Regions from separate parts of the Mus musculus genome. Here region 2 is linked to region 1. Evidence: chromatin contacts called from public capture Hi-C data. All regions are on one chromosome and are shown on one strand. Each heading gives the region's core, a stretch centred on a gene start, on an enhancer-like site or on the middle of the called end of the contact. The rest is flanking DNA. Distances are from core to core; before and after follow the strand shown.

Region 1 (5,041 bases), core at 1,849-4,348:
ACCAATCATATTCACACAAAAAAAGAACCTCTCCTTGGTCTCTCTTAAAAACAAAGCACTTTCTCTTTATTGTTTGAGAATTTAATATGTATATACATATGTATTTTCAAAAAGCCACCTACATTCTCTTCCCTCCAATTTCTCCCCTATACCTCCCCCAGTTTCTCCTCTCATATAGTTTTCTTTAAACCCACTGAGCCTGCTTAATTTTGGTTGTAAATGCAGAGGTGTAGTGCAATCTACTATGGTACATGGGTAGACTTTTAGGACCCCATTTCTGAAGAAAATGGACTTTCTCTTTCACAGTGGTCTTCAACTGCCAATAGCTTCTTGGCTAAGGGGTGGGAGTCTGTAGGTCCCTCCCCCATCTGTAGGTCCCACCCCCATCTGTTAAGATTATTGTTCTTGTGCACGAGGTCATGGTTGATGTGAAGTCATATGTACAACAGTAGTTCTGTAAACAAAGTTGGTTGCCCTGTTAATCCCACCAGGTGAGAATAAGAAACTACCACGATTTTGAGCCAAATTTAAAGCAAGTTTGGTTTTATTGGGGTGCACCCAAGAGCAAGATACTTTGTAGAGTAATGGATATTTGAGGGTTCTAGATGTTCCTTTTCCTGTCCTGAACAGACTTTGAAATTGGGAGGATGCTTAGAATTGGGGTGATGAATGTACAGAGAGTAGAGAAATATGGACCTGTGGGTCCCTGAAGCTGTGATACAGCTGCCTGAGTAATTTTTAAAACAAGCCCAGGTCCGCCTGTCACTATCTGCTGTGGGACATGTTGGTCTGTGGGTGGAACGGAGGTTCCATTTTTCTGGAGAGGATTGGGAATAACAATAATACTAATATAAGGAAATAACACAGTGCCTCAATTATATTAATAATTTATAAGAAAATAGTATTTCCTTAAGAACTCTTATTAGTAGTTCAATGTGAAAGACTATATGTGTTTGTATGTATGAGTATATGTTGACTGTGTGCATTTGTGTGGATATGTGTGTTATATGTGCGTGAGGGGAGGTAATTGTGTATAGCTCTGGGGAGATTTTATGTGTGTTGTGTGTGTGTGCTGTGTGTGTGTGTGGACTAGAATTGTCCACACGGGGCTGTGTGTATCACTGGAGCTGCTGTTGGAGCCTTCTGGCCTTGTTCCTAGTCCAGGTTTTTGCAGTGCAATCTCCACATTCCACATGAACACTATCTTTGGAGTAGTTCATGTTAGTGGCTTTTTAAAAAGTGTGTTACTGTTTTCCGCTTATCCAGCTAGCTCCCAAAGAAGTGAGACTGGACTATTGCAATTTATTAAACTTTAAGGGCAGAACAACTGAGCAGTATTACTCTATTTTAATCCTCTAAGCTACTCTGGCTACTTCCTAGCCCACATCCCTGAGATGCTCGAATCTTATGGCTTTCTCTGCTCCAGCTGTTTTCTTGTGGTCTCTCCTGGATTCTTTCCCTGTGACTAATTCTCATTTTTTTCTCTCTCCTGCCCCATTTCCTGGAAGGAAGTCCTGCCCTATCCTCTCCCCTGACCAGTTATTCATCAGATTTTATTGACAAATCGGGGAATAATTCAGGAGCAATGTTTTTACAACATTGAGACAGGAGATAGTTAGAATACAGACTGCAACCAGATATGGGGGCATAGAAATCAAGATTGAATTACACAGCGCACAGTAACATGCCTACACATTCCAAATTCTAAGGGGGTAGGTATGGGCAGATAAACGTCCATGTTCCTTTGGTCTGGGTGGGATGCCTAAGAAGCATGCTCAGTACTGTGTCTCCAAGAGCCCCATCTTCCATCAAGCTGAGCCCCAACGATCATGGTGCACACCTCCCTCAGCAAGCAGCTTTTGACTCCTGTCTCCTCTTCCCATTCCAGTTCTTCACAGTGCTGCTGTTGTTTCTTGGGATTGCCTTCCAAAGAGATGCATGGCAGTTGAGAGTTGAGTCTTAGGGTCACCTCCAAAAGAAGAGTTTGACCTCTGGGGAACACAAAATAAAACACATGTCAGCAAGCTCCAGCATCCTCACCTCTTCATGGCCACGTTGTTGAGGAGTGTGAGGCCCAGATGGTCAGCTCAGTTGCTCAAGGTCATAGGACTGGTGAATGGCAGAGCCTCACTTTGTCTGGGGCTCTCTGATGCCAAGCCTGAGCTTTCATTAAAGGCTGCTGAGGGTTAGGGGATGCACAAGGGATGGTTGAAGTTAGCATATTCCTGATGTGTAGCAAAGGAACTAAGACTCTTACCTCTGCCTGGTTATGTCTTCATTCTTTCACAAAAGTAATGGAAAGCACAGTCTAAGTGCTGGCCACAGCTGGTCAAATAGGAAAGGCATGGTCTGCATGTGCATCTTCATACTAAAGTACATTGATGTCTCACAAGCAGACATGTGGTCTTTTACTAGGCACCAAGGTTGATGATATACAGCTTTTTAAAAAATGTATAATAACCAATGTACAGAATAGTAAACATTATTTTAAATGCTGTCCATTTTTCACAGAAGAACAAGAAGGGCCCTGACCTGTTCTGCCTGGATCCCATCTGCTGCTAGCCCATCTTAGCCTTGCTCTCACATACCTTCCCTCCTCACTCCATATCCTAGCCCAGCCCAGCCCAGCCCAGCCCAGCCCAGCCCAGCCCAGCCCAGCCCAGCCCAGCCCTAGCTGTGTTCTTCTAGCTGGGCTATTGATCCCTGGAATCTGACCTGGGAAATCACTTGTTGAACAGCTTCTTAAAGAAACATGTCTACTAAGACCCGGTGTTGCATGGAGGTAGGGTTTGACTGCTGCCTGACTGCAGCTAGACAGAAATTCAAGAGTCTCCCAGTTCTGCACCAAGAAATCCTACAGGCCTTCCACCCATACAAACTTGCATAGAAGCTCTAGAGAAATTTAGGGATATGCCTGGCCTTGGTCTCCTGGAACCTGAAGTCCCAAGTTAATGATTTTTAAAAACACAATATATCTTGTCTTTGGAAGGGCAGGAGGGGCAATAAAGGTGGGGTTCAATGTCGCCTTTGGCCATACCAGTCTTATCTCCTCCCTCATGTGGGAGGAGTTAAGTCCTGAGGATCTCTTTTCCATGCTCAGTGTGACCCTGACTTGGTTTCACTGTGCAGCTGGCTTACTAAACCTCCTTTCTTGGCCTCATGCCCAGGCCAGGAGGAAACTGTCAGATCTGGGAAGGTTTGGCTGGCACACATGAGCCCAGCCTTCCATTGCTTCCTTTAGGCACTTATCCAAAGAGGCCCCAGAAGAAAGAGATTGAGGTGCTGCAGAAGAATCGCCACTCCTGAGAGAAGGTGCCAAGCTAGGGAAAGTGGAGCTCCAGGGTACTATCCTGGTTTGAGAGAGCCCTGATCATGTCTGGTGTGGTGTTGGGGAGCCAGAAGCAGGATGATCACAGTGATCAAGCTTGTCCTGGAGACACTGTGGTTTCTGGGTAACAACTCCAGGAAAGCTTGGTCTCATGCATGCAGTTTGGGACACTCTTCATATTCTTATTTCTGTCATCTGCCTCTTGTTCTGCTCTTTATACCTCATCTCACTGCCTCTCTCCTACATTGGGTTTCCACTACCACCTGATTTGACATCGGGGTCCATAGTCCCCACGCTGTCCGTTGTTACAGGGTGCCCTTGTCAATTCCCTGAGGTTCAGGAACTCACATTCTACCATCTATCTCATAGGATGCGATATCTGGACTTATCCTGGCTAGGACTGGGGCCCATGTCAGCCTCACCGTGGCTACTCTTTTTCTTGGTTGGGATTTCCTGGTTCTTGGCCCGGTTCCTCACGCAGCTATACACTTTGTATGCAAAGTGTCAACGTCTCTGTGGTTTCCCTCAGCCACCCAAGAAGAATTGGTTTTGGGGTCACCTGGGCATGGTGAGTATGTTAACAGGATGAGTCTGGATTATGAGGGTGCAGGGACCTCCCAGTGGTCAAGGAGTTTGTTAGAAGGATGTCCCGGGATGTGGGTATGAGGTATATGGACAGAAAGTCGGGGATTAGGTGGGCTAGGGGCTGGGGTGCGAGGGTGCAGAGATCCTCATGGATATGGGAATTGAGGATAGAATGGGTTAGGGTCTTTGGGTGCTACATTTCAAACTCTTTTCAGATTTCTGTTTTTCTATTCCCAGTCTACTCTGGGTTGATTTCTAGCCTCTTTTGCTGTTTCTGGTACACACTGAAGGGCTCCCAGAATGGGCTTCATAGATCCAAGACCCCTCACATTCATTCTGCTGCTTAGGCCTCCTGAAGGGTTCTGGTTTAGAGTCAGCTTCCTGTCTGGTCCATTTCTTTCTGCTAGTCTATCTTTGGGTTTCTGCTTTATTCCAGAAGGGATTTTTATGCCCTTCTCATACACCTCCAGCACACCTGTGCCCCTGGCGAGTTCTTTTCTGACTCCTTGCTTCACTTTCCTGAATCATATCTTGCTTAGACTGCTCTTTTCTACTAAGATTAATCACTGAGGTCTGCTGCACAACCTGGATTAGACTAGAAGCCTCATCTTTTGGTGATCTTCCTTGATCCTAACAATTACACAGCATTTGGACTGTAACATAGGACCGTTCTCTCCTTTGGTTAACTTGGTCTTGATTGCTTCATTCACAGTTCTCAGATCTCACAGCATGCATGCAAGTCCTTGTGGGTGGTGGTTGCTTGTTGGGGAGCTGTCACTTTTATGGAGTCTTAGGGGTCCTCTTTGCTATCTTGGCATCTGCTGAGCATCCAGTGTTTGAACCCTTCTGCCTAGTTGGAACTGGAGACTTTTGGTGTATGCAGTCAGAAGAGCATGTGCGAGAAATCTTAGGGACAAACCTTGAGCCTGCAGTGCAGTCCACACATTTCCCTGTCAGGACCTTGCCTTGAGGCTTTTTCTGGGGCTGAAATTGAGTCCACCTGAGAAATTAATTTTCTTAAGACAAAGGAGTCTTCTCTGAGGTGGACAGTGTGACAATATAGCTTGTCTATTGACCATGAGTTACAGGCTTGATACCAGGACATGACTGATAAAGACAAAGCAAGAA
Region 2 (5,041 bases), core at 1,620-4,119, 260 kb after region 1:
GTCAGAGAAACATAGAAGGGACTGAAAATCCTCTAATCCCCACCACCAACAGTTTCCATGGGTACCTGAGGCATTGAGGATAGATCGGACGATGTCAGAATGGCATAGAGTAATAACAGGGACCATTGGTCCAATCCACATCAAAAAACCTTGGGGGTAGGTACCCACCAAACGAGTCAATTCCTTCAAGCCCTGCTCTGTAGGAGTTACCTGCAAACAATACAGGGACAGTCACTTCTTGAGGTAGTTTATATCAAGGATCAAATTGGCTGAGTACAGATGGTTGAGGTACAGATGTTCATAACCTCTGGATGTGTCTGTGTTGGTGTTTCAAAGATATATGTATTATTTGCATTGGTACATAGTGTGGATAGCACCATCCAACCCACTGAAGATCTAGAGACAATAGGCAGAGGGGGGAAATTTAGTCTTATTTCCATAGCTGGGACATGCATCTTCTCCTGCCATCAGACATCAAATTTCAGGTCCTTGTGACACTGAACTCCAGTATTACACCTGATCCTCCATACACCCCTGGGTTTTCACACTGTTGTTCCAAGTCTGAGTTGCTCAAAGCCTCTATTCCTGAAATTCCAGTTTGCAGATGGCATACTGAGGTACTCCTCAGTCTCCACAAAGATATAAGCCAATTCCCATAATGCAATGTAACCCCTCTTTCTTCTACCTTACTTTACATATATGTGTAGATATGTATCTGTATGTATACATGACTGTGTATAGATGATTGTGCACTGCATAATGACATTTCTGTCAAAGACAGACTGTACAGATGACTTTGATCTCTTAAGTCTGCAATGAAGCTAAGGAATTTCTATTGCTTGTTATTTTCCCTACACATTTCTGTGTTTAGATACTTTCACATGCATAAATACCATGATACTACAAATTACCTACAATGTTCAAGGTAGCACCATGATGGACAAACTAGTATATTAGAACGATCAGTACCATGTAGCACAGGTGAGCAGTAGACTACTAGGTTTCTGTCTGCAGACCCTGATGTCAGCACAATGACAATACTACTTCAGGACAACTTTCTTAGAATGTTCTCAGAACTTCTCGATATATCACTCGTGTGTTTGTGTGTGTGTGTGTGTGTGTGTGTGTGTGTGTGTGTGTGTGTGTGTGTGTGTGTGTTTTCTCCAAAAAAAAAAAACATAACTAAGTTGCCTTCCCAGGATCATCAGAGAGTCCCTTCTACAGCCTTTGGAAGTGACACAGTCTCTGTCATAAGTGAACCAGTGTCCTGGTTGTGCAGGAATGACGAGAACCCTTGCATCTGTCAGTTTTGTTTCTTCCAGAGCCATGCCCAAGCCCCAAGCGTCCATTTCAGGCCCCCCAGTGGACAAGTTATATTGTCTACCTATGACTTTTCATGTCCTGACTGGTCCACAAGGTCTCCAGTTCCTCCCCTGAACAAAGGGCCACACACTGGGGACCTTCTACCCTAGTCAGGCTCCAGGGGAACAGAAGTGACCTCTATGTCTCTATTAGAGTGGCAGCTCCTATCCACCAGCACCAGCTGCCCACCAGCCTCAGACAGAGCATCCTGAACCTTTATATACAGTCCACATTGAGCCATTTGCAAGCAAAATACCTAGGGCTAAGCCACCTAAGTGGAAGAGCAGATATAAATCAAAGTCCATAGTATGGAGTAAAGGGTGGGGTAAAGGAAGGTTCATGGGAGGGTGAAGGACAGCTTTTATCCAGGTAGCAAGGCAGGACCCACTGTCTATCTTAGGGAAGGAAAGCATGAGAAGGAGGAAGTGGCCCAGGGAGGGGGCAGTGGGAAGTCAGCTTGCAGCTCTGCTGTAGCCCAGCTGGGCCCCACCTATGTGCAGTGTAGGAGAGAGATCAAAGATCAATACTAGAAAACCACAGGACAGAGATGGGCTCACACAAAGGGAAAGAAACAGTCGCAGTCCTTCTGGAACCTCAAATCCAACAGCAGACTGAGGAAATGCCAGGAGTTCTCACTCTGTATATCCCACCATGAGAATCTCTCTGCATCCTTCAGTGAGAGAAAGATAGAAATACCAGAGCAGCCTATGGTGAGAGTACAGGGGGTGAGAAAGGCTTGGAAAGACACACCAAAGGTCAATATCACCTAACCTTCTCCATCACTCCGAGTCCCATTCCTGGTCCCTCGAAAGTCTGTCCACTTTGACACTCCCACCCATCCTGCCATTCTTACCATGCCCACGTGACCCATAAGCCAGTTCCGTTTGGGGGGCTGAGGGAAGCCATGGAGGTGACGATAGTTCCTATAGGCAGCATAGATCTGGATCAGAATCCGGGCCAGGATCCAGGAGGCCCCAAGCAGTAGCAGGGTCTTCCATGGGAAGGCCACCTCGGGCCCCAGTCCCAACCAGGACAGGCTCAGCTGTGACATCCTGCTGGGTGAATAAATGTGCAGTGAGTAACTGAGGTCCCGGAAAGGGACAATAATCTCAAGACACTGGACAGAGGATAGAGCAGAAAGGAGACTTGAGAACCAAGGAAATGTTGGGTGAAGAGGTACAGGAGTGGAGAAGAAGATGAATAGGGGGAGGAGGGGTATGCTGGTGAGGGGAATAACCAGAGCTAGCAAAGCAAGAAGGAGCAGAGAGATTGATTGGAGTTAATACCTCCCTAAATTATGCAAAACTAACCAGGCTTCAGTTATTCAGAAACTACTATCCCCAAGGCCAGCTGGCTCCCTGTGGCATTCTTGCTTGGTCAGCTGGCCTTCTGCCCTGGCCTGGCCTTGAGTTTTACCCTCCCTGTTCCAGGCTAGGTCCCTAAAATATAACCACCCCCAGCCTGGCACCTCCTCTCAGGAACAGGCATCTACCATACCTTCCCTCTCCTCTGGGACTCTTTTATCCCTTGCTTCTTGATGCTTGGAGGGTGGGCCATTCTATGCCAGCCAATCCCTGCCTAGCCTGGATGCCTCCTCCTTGCCTGGGAAAGTGGCCAAGATGGGGGTAGGATCAGCCTGCCGCAAAGGAGAATTGTCATAGGCTTGCAAAAACACGGACATCTGAATCTTAGGACTATGGTGAGACAAGGTTGGCTCTGGGTTATGTATTCCCAGCATCCCTGCTCCTCCAAGGGCGTGGTACACTAAGTAAAAGGGTGAACTTTGGAATCTACAAGGTTGGTGATCAGGATGTGGCCAACCTGGTTCCCAATCATCTCCTGAGCTCTTGTCGAAATGGGTTGTGAGGATGGCAGGCACCAATTTTCAGTAGAGCATTAGAAGGCTATGGGATTGGAGCCTGCCCACCAGCTGCTCAGCCTGGTGGATTTCAAGTCCAGTCTCCTCAGCAGTACTTTTAGAAGCAGAAACAAAGAATGATCCCCAGTTGGGATTTTCAGGTCCAATATTAAAGATCAAGAATGCAGTGAGATTGGGATGGTTAGAGCTGGAAAGGGCACCAAGTAGGGGAGTCCTGTAGGGTTGAGAGAGACCCTGAAGAGGTGACATCCAGGGGGAGATGAAGCTGTTCCTCTGTGTGTGTGTGTGTGTGTGTGTGTGTGTGTGTGTGTGTGTGTGTGTGTGTGTGTGCGTGCATGTACCCCTATGCCAGTGAAAGCCAGAATAGGAAATCTGCTCCCCTATAGCTGGAGTTACAGGTGGTTGTGAGCCACCTGATATGGATGGGTGAGTGAAACTGATCCTCTTGAAGAGTAGCAAACACTCTAACTGCTTAGTCATCTCTCTAGTTTCTTTCCTTCCTTCCTTCCTTCCTTCCTTCCTTCCTTCCTTCCTTCCTTCCTTCCTTCCTTCTTTCTTAGTCTTTCCCTTTCCTTTCTTTCTGATCTTTTTCAGACAGTTTCTGTGAGCAACCCTGGCTGTTCTGGAACTTGCTCTATAGATCAGGATGGCCTTGATCTCACAGAGATCTACCTGCCTCTGCTTCCCGAATTCTTGAATTAAAGACATGCACCACCACCTTCCTTTTCTTAAATAGAAAATAACGCTTTTCCAAATAGCACTTTAGTTAATATTTATTCTTCTTTATGATCGTTAATTTATGTATTTTGAGTTTGGAGACAGTGTCTAATGCTATGTTGCTAAGGATGACTTAAACTTTGAAAACTCATAATTCCAAGCCTGAGTGCTGGAGTTACAAGTGTGCTACACTATCCTCAGTCTATGTGGAACTGGAGATTAAGCCTAGGGCCCTCTTCTATGCTAGGCAAGCACTGTATAAACTGGGCTACAACCCCATCCTTCTAACTTATCTTTTACAAGAGCTCAGAGGAGAACAAGCACCTCCAGGGACAGTGGACAGGAGTAGGGACTACTTGGGCTGGGGACAGAGCAGAGAGGGGAAGGAATACTCAAAGAAATGCAAGGGAAGGGATGAGAGGGGAAGAGAAGACAGTTCTGTGGAGGAGGAGGAGGAGGAGGAGGAGGAGGAGGAGGAGGAGGAGGAGGAGGAGGAAAGCTAGTCTGGGAAGACATGGAGGAGAAGAGAGACTTATTAAAGTTCAAACCTATCTAAATCATATGGGCATGACCAGTGACTCAGTTGCCTAGAAATAGCCTGGACCACGTGCTCCCTGAAGCTATAATATTCTTAAGAAGTACGTGCCCCATCCTGAGCCCTTTCCTATAGCCCCACCACCAGCAGCTTGGTAACTTCTCCCATGTTCCCCACAGTCTCTTCTCTCTTCTTTAGGGTCTTTGCCCCTGGCTCCTGATCTGGATGGGTTTATGAGGGGCTGGATTAGATTGGAGCAGCCAATTGATTTCAGATCTAGCTGCTTGCTCTGGGCCCGGGAAAGTGGCCAATATGTGGTGGTAGGGCTGGGCTTGTTTACAGATAAGGTATCTCAGGGCTGTAAAGCACTTGATCTTTAGAACTTGGGCACTTCTTTCTGGGATGATGGGCAAGAATGGGGATGTGAGCAGGGGTTATTCTGAGTCACCACATGTCCAGAAGCTATGCCCTTCTAAAGACAGGATACGCTAGGAAAAAGAACTTGAATTTTAGAGGCCAGAAGATCAGGACTAGATTAAGCCTGGCCC

The links. Capture Hi-C pulls out chosen DNA fragments and counts their contacts.
Region 2: a contact with region 1 is called in a capture Hi-C map of macrophages, with 2.8 times the contacts expected there. The contact joins the promoter of Cyp4f14 here to the promoter of Cyp4f40 in region 1. A contact is called at or near these places in 6 of 39 promoter capture datasets (the 3T3-L1 cell line, the HPC-7 cell line, frontonasal cranial neural crest and 3 more), 1 of 484 Hi-C or Micro-C datasets (nephron progenitors), 1 of 115 datasets of contacts at active chromatin or transcription factors (intestinal villus epithelium) and 5 of 9 other capture datasets (adipose tissue, embryonic stem cells, liver and 2 more).

The regions. Positions count from the first base shown.
Region 1 is chr17:32,655,788-32,660,828 of GRCm38.p6, forward strand. It overlaps Cyp4f40 (cytochrome P450, family 4, subfamily f, polypeptide 40), which reads left to right and starts at 3,099. Exons shown (of 13, transcript NM_001368735.1): 1 at 3,099-3,312; 2 at 3,698-3,896. The coding sequence starts at 3,699.
Region 2 is chr17:32,914,473-32,919,513 of GRCm38.p6, forward strand. Cyp4f14 (cytochrome P450, family 4, subfamily f, polypeptide 14) reads right to left here and starts at 2,870. Exons shown (of 13, transcript NM_001204335.1): 1 at 2,673-2,870; 2 at 2,216-2,417; 3 at 66-210. The coding sequence starts at 2,413.